Regions from separate parts of the Mus musculus genome. Here region 1 is linked to region 2. A link is a contact called in public HiChIP or PLAC-seq data. All regions are on one chromosome and are shown on one strand. The core of a region is the stretch at or near the end of the contact, and the rest is flanking DNA. Distances in the headings are between cores, read along the strand shown. Region 1 has its middle 38 kb from the start of Gm22997. Region 2 overlaps Ccdc34 (coiled-coil domain containing 34).

Region 1 (3,237 bases), core at 233-2,732, 140 kb after region 2:
GTGGTTGCTATCCAATGACTGAGCCTTGAGACTCAGGTTTTTGTTTGTTTTGTTTGTTTGTTTGTTTTTTGTAAAATGGATATGTGAGCAAGACTCACTTCAAAATGTGCTTGTGACACTTTAAACGAGCTAACTTGAAGATTTTAAAAAGATGCTTGGCAAAAGCTGAAATGATGGGTCAGTGCTTAATGGCACTTGCTGTACAATCATGAAGACAGGAATTTGGATTCCAGTAGCTGCAGTATAAGCTGTGTGTTCTGAGCATGCCTGTAACCCCAGATCAGAAGGGAAGCAGAGATAGGGAGGTTTGGGGGACTTCCTATCTTCTTCTCTGTTGTGTTTTATAAAAAGATAAAAAGAAAGGAGGCTCAGTATGGTGTAGGGGAAGGGCTCTGTGGGCCCATGCTGAGGCATACCTTCCCCCCAGGGTACTAGCCAAACATGAAGGTATAGTATTGAATAGACTTTATTTAGGGAATGGGAAGGGGAGTTGAGGGAGGAGAGATAGAGAAAGGGAGGGAGGGAGGGAGAGAGAGAGAGAGAGAGAGAGAGAGAGAGAGAGAGAGAGAGAGAGAGAGAGAGAGAGAGACCATGAGCACATGGAGAGAAAAGGGGGAGAGGGAATGGGGAAGAGGGTAATGGGCAAGAGCAAGAGGAGAAGAGAGCAAGAGAGTAAGGAGGGGGCAAGCAGCCTCTTTGATTGTGAGTCAGGCACACCTGGCTGCTGTCAGGTAACTGAGGGGTGGACGGAGCTTAGAGGAAGTGCCAACATACCCTATCTTTGAAAATTAAAAAACCAAGTTCAGGGAGAGACCCTGCCTTAGAGAAATATAAAGAAAATGATAGAGGAAGACATTCATGCTCCCTTCTGGCCTCCATGCTTGTGTGTCTTTACACAAATGAGTGTACACACACACACACACACACACACACACACACACACACATGTTCACACAATAGTCTTTTTCATTGTTTATTTTATTTATTTACACCCCAAATGCTGCCCTCCCTCCTAGTCCCCCTCGCAGAGTCCTTCCCCTTCCACTCTCCCTTTCACCTCTGACAGTGCGCCCCCCATAAACTCTTAAAGAATGCTATTTATCTCTCCACAAACACCTACTCCTCAACTAAGTCATTTTGTTAGAAGCCATTCTTAAGAACTCAGTCCCTGCTTCCGGCTAGTTTTGCACCTCAGTGTCAGAACTAGTGACCTAGATCCGCATGACTGAGGAGCCTGAGCTGCAGCCTGGTGGAGAGGTTGCTTGGATTCATGGGATAGAAGGGTCCTGGCTTGCATTCCTGGCATGATTTTAGGATCCCAGCCTGGCCTGGCTCTGTGGCCTGTGCCATTGAGAGTCACAGATTGCATCATTCTGCTTCGTAATTATTTCTCCCGAGAGGAAAGCAGAGGCTCTCCTTTGTTCAATTAGGAGTGGTGGGCAAGGCCGAGCAGTGAAGCAGGGCAGCTGTCAGGAGAATTCAGGCTGGAGCAGGCTCAACAGGGAGGAACCCAGGGAAATGTGATATGTACTACCCAAGTAGCTCCCCACGCCTGCTCCTCCCGGGTCCAGCTGCTCAGGAGAAGGGAGGAAGCTAACATTTTCCCTCTGCCATTGTGTTCTGGACAGGTTCATCAATCTCAGCTTATCTCTCCCTCATAGTCACTCAAGCTGGTTATCGGCCTTCTTTATGGACGAGGAAGAGGAAGCTCAAGGGCACACATAGAAGCAAGGGCAGCATTCACGTCCAAGACCTGGGACTACTAAACCCCCGCTCCTTATGCTACTGGATAAATCCTGCTGGCCCAGCCAGGCAATTGCCAGGAGCATCTGGCTTCTCATCAATCACCGCAACCCATGGCAGGAAGACACAGAAATAAACCTAGAGGCAGGGACTCCTGGAATTAAGAGCCGAAGCTAACAGAAGATCAAGCCTGCGGCTGTATCCTGGTTCCGATATTCCTCACTCTCTTCCCACCACCTGCGCCTTAGTCTTACTGTCCCTTGTACCCCAAAATGCCATGGACAGAACGTTGGCCTGGAGAAGGCACCTGTCCTGGTGCCAGCCCAGCATGCTTGGCCTTCACAACAATAGCTGGAAGGGCCTCTTAGAGCAAATACTTCCTGAAGTGCCCAGAGCAGCCACTGTCCCTGCTGCTCAGGAACAATCACAGCACATACCAACTTCCGTGTTGTGCTCCGTTTTCCAGTCTCATGGGCCTGCTGCTGAATGCTGCTGAGGCTTTTAGCTCTCTTCAATAGGCAGGCCAATGACACGCACAGAAAGCCAAGGCTCGGACTAGGAAGGCCCTGAACACTCTAGGATAACTTTAGATTTTTTTTTTCCCAAAAATATATATTCAGAGGGGAAAGAAATTAGAACTTCTAGTTTTCTTTAGTCTTCCTTCAAATCCAGTGCCTCTTCTTTCGTCTTTCAACATTGCAAACAAAATGGGAAGGGCTTGGGATTTACCTAGGTGGCAGAGCCCTTGTCAAGTATGTGTCATACACACACGGGGGTGCTGTGGGGTGGATAGGGATAGAGAGACAGAGAGATAGATGGAGGAAGAAATTCAATATGGATATTCACATATATATATATATATATATATATATATATATATATGTATGTATGTATGTATGTATGTATATTTCATAATGACAGCACCTCTGTCACGTTTCAGGTATCACTATGTGACACTACCCTGGGCAACTTGAGCCCCCCCACTGTCAACTTCTGGAGATGGCCTGAAGCCAACAGGTGAAATTGAGGATTTCTGTGAGAGTGTTGGGTAGTAGAGCACAGGATGACAGAAACACAGGATAGCAGAGACACTGACTCTCACCAAATGGCTGGAGAATCAGGACAGCTGGCTGCAGAATGTAAAGGAGAGGACATTAGATTTGGGAATATATAAACAAGTGGATGCTTTCTAAACAAATGTAAAAAGGGTTCGTGAAACATCAAGACTACATGAATGATGTAATGTTCAAAGTCTCTGGATTTTAGCTTACTCAGTTTAGTTGCATCTCTGGGCCAGTTAGTACTGGGTCTCCTTGGCTAAGTGGTTAATCAACTTTATAACTCAATATTCCTGTTATTAAATGAAGAGGAGGACAATAAAGCAGCTACCTCATACTTTGCGGTAGAGACTTCAGAAGTGTAAAGTGCTGGAACCATACCTGGCAGACAGTAGGGATACTATGATTCAGAAAGGGCGAGGAGTGGGGCATAGGA
Region 2 (3,112 bases), core at 54-2,553:
CTTTCATCTTTTGGTTATTACTATTTTTAAAATAATATTAGACCCTAAGAATTGAACCCAGGGCTTTGTTTATGTTAAGCTAACACTGAACTACTAAGTTGAATACTTTTAGTCCCTATTTCAACTTTAATACATTCTTATGTAGGAACATACGTCAGAAAATTTTAAAGTACTGGTCCTGGGGTGTATTTCAGTAATAGAATGTTTGCAGTGAGTGCAGGCCTTAGTTAAAACTCCAATAAACAAGCTGACAAGCGTGCCAATGGGGTGGGGAGTGGGGGAGAAGGAGGGAGAGAAAGACGGAGAGACTAAATGAATGAAATGTTATTGTAAATTTGTCTTTGTTGACATTCTATGTTTGGAATGGTGGTGATTTGTTGTTAAAATCTACTTTTAGGAATTGAGACAAATATTTAAATTATAGGACAAGGTCTTAAATTTAATTTAAAGGACAAAATTATAATTTTGTTTTTACTGTTAAACTTAATACCCAGTTATATTACCAAGAGGATCAATAATTGCAGGTGGAATAATTATAAGAAAATTGATTAGCTGTGTATATTTGCAAATTCAAATTTCTTTTTCCTTCAGAAGTCAATTGCAGATTTTGTTTGCTTGATTCATCTATAATATAACAAAAAAGTGTTCTTTGTGAAAAAAATTGCCAAGATCAAAATCTTGATATATGACTATATCAAGACTTTGGTTGCTACCTTTTAGAAGTTTAAAACTATAAATCAGAGTAATTCTTGGTATGTAGAATATTGTTTTCTCATCTGAAAGCGGCCTGTCTTCAACTGCATTAAGCTAATGTTGCCATGCCAATCATGCAGAACTGTTATTTGTCTAAGTCTGGAAGATAATACTGACAGATCGATGGTATATTTGCTGTTTTAATTGTTGATGGAAGATCTAATTCACTTATTGAAGGGAAGTCTATTTACTTACTTACTTACTTGTTTATTTATTTTTGGTGGTGAGCAGGGGGGAAAAGTTGCTTGCCCTGGTATGAATTATTTAAAAACGAACCCTGAAAAATTGAATTTACCCAGTATTCTACAGCATTCCTGTGCCTGTTAAGGAATGATTGATTGCTCTGCTCTCTCTCTCTCTCTCTCTCTCTCTCTCTCTCTCTCTCTCTCTCTGAGTTTCTCTTTCCAGCTCTCCTTATGCTTACCTCTGTTTGGAAAGAAGCTCTCCTGCTTCTTTTCCAGTCTGGCATCTAGGATTTGCTCTTGTGTTTACATTTCATGGTGTGTGGTCCTCTGCCGCCTCAGCTTCAGGCTGGGTCAGCCCTAGCCGGCTGCCACCTCTGTCGTTTTTACTGTACTCTATCAGAAAATCAGGCAAAGGGGATTTATGTATCCATTAGCAAACTTGGTTCCTTATAACTATAAATTTTTAAATCCTCTTTTAAACAAAAGGCATATCTCATCCGGGACTTTTACATTTGTGTTGTTATACTGATTCTTTTTCTAAAGTGGGTTTTTAGTGTCGAAACATATTTTATGAGAACAGACTTTATTTTCAGCACTTTAAAGTTACTTTAAAAAAAAAGGTTTTAACTTTCAAACACAAGTGATATTTTGTGTGAATGACAGCTGCAGCTCAGTGGGGTCTGTGACTGGTGGTGCTGCTGTCAGTGTGCCCTTCGAGCTGTCTGGTGATGTTTGCTCAGCCTTTTTCCTGTGGGGGCAGGCCCTGTCTGAGGAAGGAGTACACACTCAGAAAGTTTTAAATAGTCCTTGTTGTTTTCTGTAAAAGACATACTGTGTGCCTGGTGTGTAGGAACCAGCGTTCTAGAATCCTGAAGGCATTTCAGCGCTGTTCTTTCCTCTGCTGTTCACAGACATTCCCTTCTCTCCTTAGGTCCTTGTGACAGACAGCCTTGTCTAATTTAAAGACTATATGAGTATGTATGCATTTGTTTCCTCCAAACTCTTTACTAGCATCTTTATTCAGAGTTCTGAATTCACTGTGCCGTTTCCCTGAGTGCTGGAATGTACTTGGTCACATCTAGTTGTGACTACTCCACCCACACAGTCTAGCTGCTGTTGTATTTCATTGGGCTGTAACTTGCATGTTTTATATCAATTGTAAGTTTGGGAAGCTTGATAAACTTCTGTATCAGTGCAAGCAACTAGCACTACAATCAGGTGATAGAGCATTGCTGTCATTCCAGAAAGTTCCCTATGTCCAGTTACACTCAGCACCCTGCTCCTTACGCCAAGCTGGCCCAGCAACAAGGCTAGTGCAGTAACCCTGTTCTGGAAATTAGATTTGCCTGTTCTCGAGTGTATGTAAATAAAATGGTAAGGTGCACCCTCCTTTGACTTTATAATTCTTTTGTTTTTAATTTTATCATAGTATTTTATATATTCTTGATTCCTTTCCCTTTTACTGTTCTAATATCCTATGAAATAGCACAAATTGCTTATTTATCTACTAGCTAATAGGACACTGAGTTGTTTATTGCTTATATTCTCACACATTTTCATTTGTCTTAGACAAATGCTTTAGAGCTCAGTTGCTGGTCTGCATGGGAATCGCCTAACTGTTCTACAGTACTTGTACCATTTGATGTTCTCATTATTAACATGAAAATTCTAATTGGTCTATGCCTTTGTTAAACTTGATCTTATCAATTGTCTTTATTTTCCATCCTTCTCTAGTTAGTGTGCAGTGCTTTGCCATTGCTGGCTTATTTTATTAGTCTCACTGGGAGACTTATCTTCCTAGTCCAGGTAGATGTTTTTAAAAAACTGGAAGTTAATTTTCTTATTGTTTGGGAGCCTAAAATCAAGAGGAAAGGATGTGTGGGTTTGGACTGCTCATTATGTCTCTTCTTGGTTTGCAGAAAACACAGCTCTGATTTTGCTCCTTGAGTGGCTGTATATCTGTGTACACATCCCACTATGGTTTCCTTTTCTATAAGGACACCAGTACTCTAGGAGTCAGATTCCACCATTATGGCTTCATTTCAGTTCTGTTTCCTTAAGTGTAGTCATGCTGGGAATTACGACAACAGCACAGAAATGGAGTGCGGCAATTTGGGTCAGTAACACTTTTGACGTTTTCTCTTTTGTAATTGACTTTTTTTTTGTTTGTGTGT

The links. HiChIP or PLAC-seq counts read pairs in DNA pulled down with a chosen protein or histone mark.
Region 1: a contact with region 2 is called in an H3K27ac HiChIP or PLAC-seq map of heart atrium, with 4 times the contacts expected there. The contact joins two enhancer-like sites. A contact is called at or near these places in 4 of 39 promoter capture datasets (cranial neural crest, embryonic stem cells, liver and 1 more), 5 of 484 Hi-C or Micro-C datasets (cerebellum, liver, uterus and 1 more), 4 of 115 datasets of contacts at active chromatin or transcription factors (cardiomyocytes, craniofacial prominence, differentiating embryonic stem cells and 1 more) and 1 of 9 other capture datasets (adipose tissue).

The regions. Positions count from the first base shown.
Region 1 is chr2:110,178,474-110,181,710 of GRCm38.p6, forward strand. No RefSeq gene overlaps it. Among named protein-coding and RNA genes, the nearest start is that of Gm22997, 38 kb to the right of the region's middle. Within about 2 kb of position 1,483, at least 123 of the 459 cell types and tissues checked have an H3K27ac peak or open chromatin away from gene starts, as enhancers often do. A contact at or near this core is called in craniofacial prominence and heart atrium, where this site is marked.
Region 2 is chr2:110,035,223-110,038,334 of GRCm38.p6, forward strand. All of the region lies in intron 3 of Ccdc34 (coiled-coil domain containing 34), which reads left to right. The region is part of intron 4 of Ccdc34os (coiled-coil domain containing 34, opposite strand); the gene reads right to left. Among named protein-coding and RNA genes, the nearest start is that of Ccdc34os, 14 kb to the right of the region's middle. Within about 2 kb of position 1,304, at least 25 of the 459 cell types and tissues checked have an H3K27ac peak or open chromatin away from gene starts, as enhancers often do. A contact at or near this core is called in craniofacial prominence and heart atrium, where this site is marked.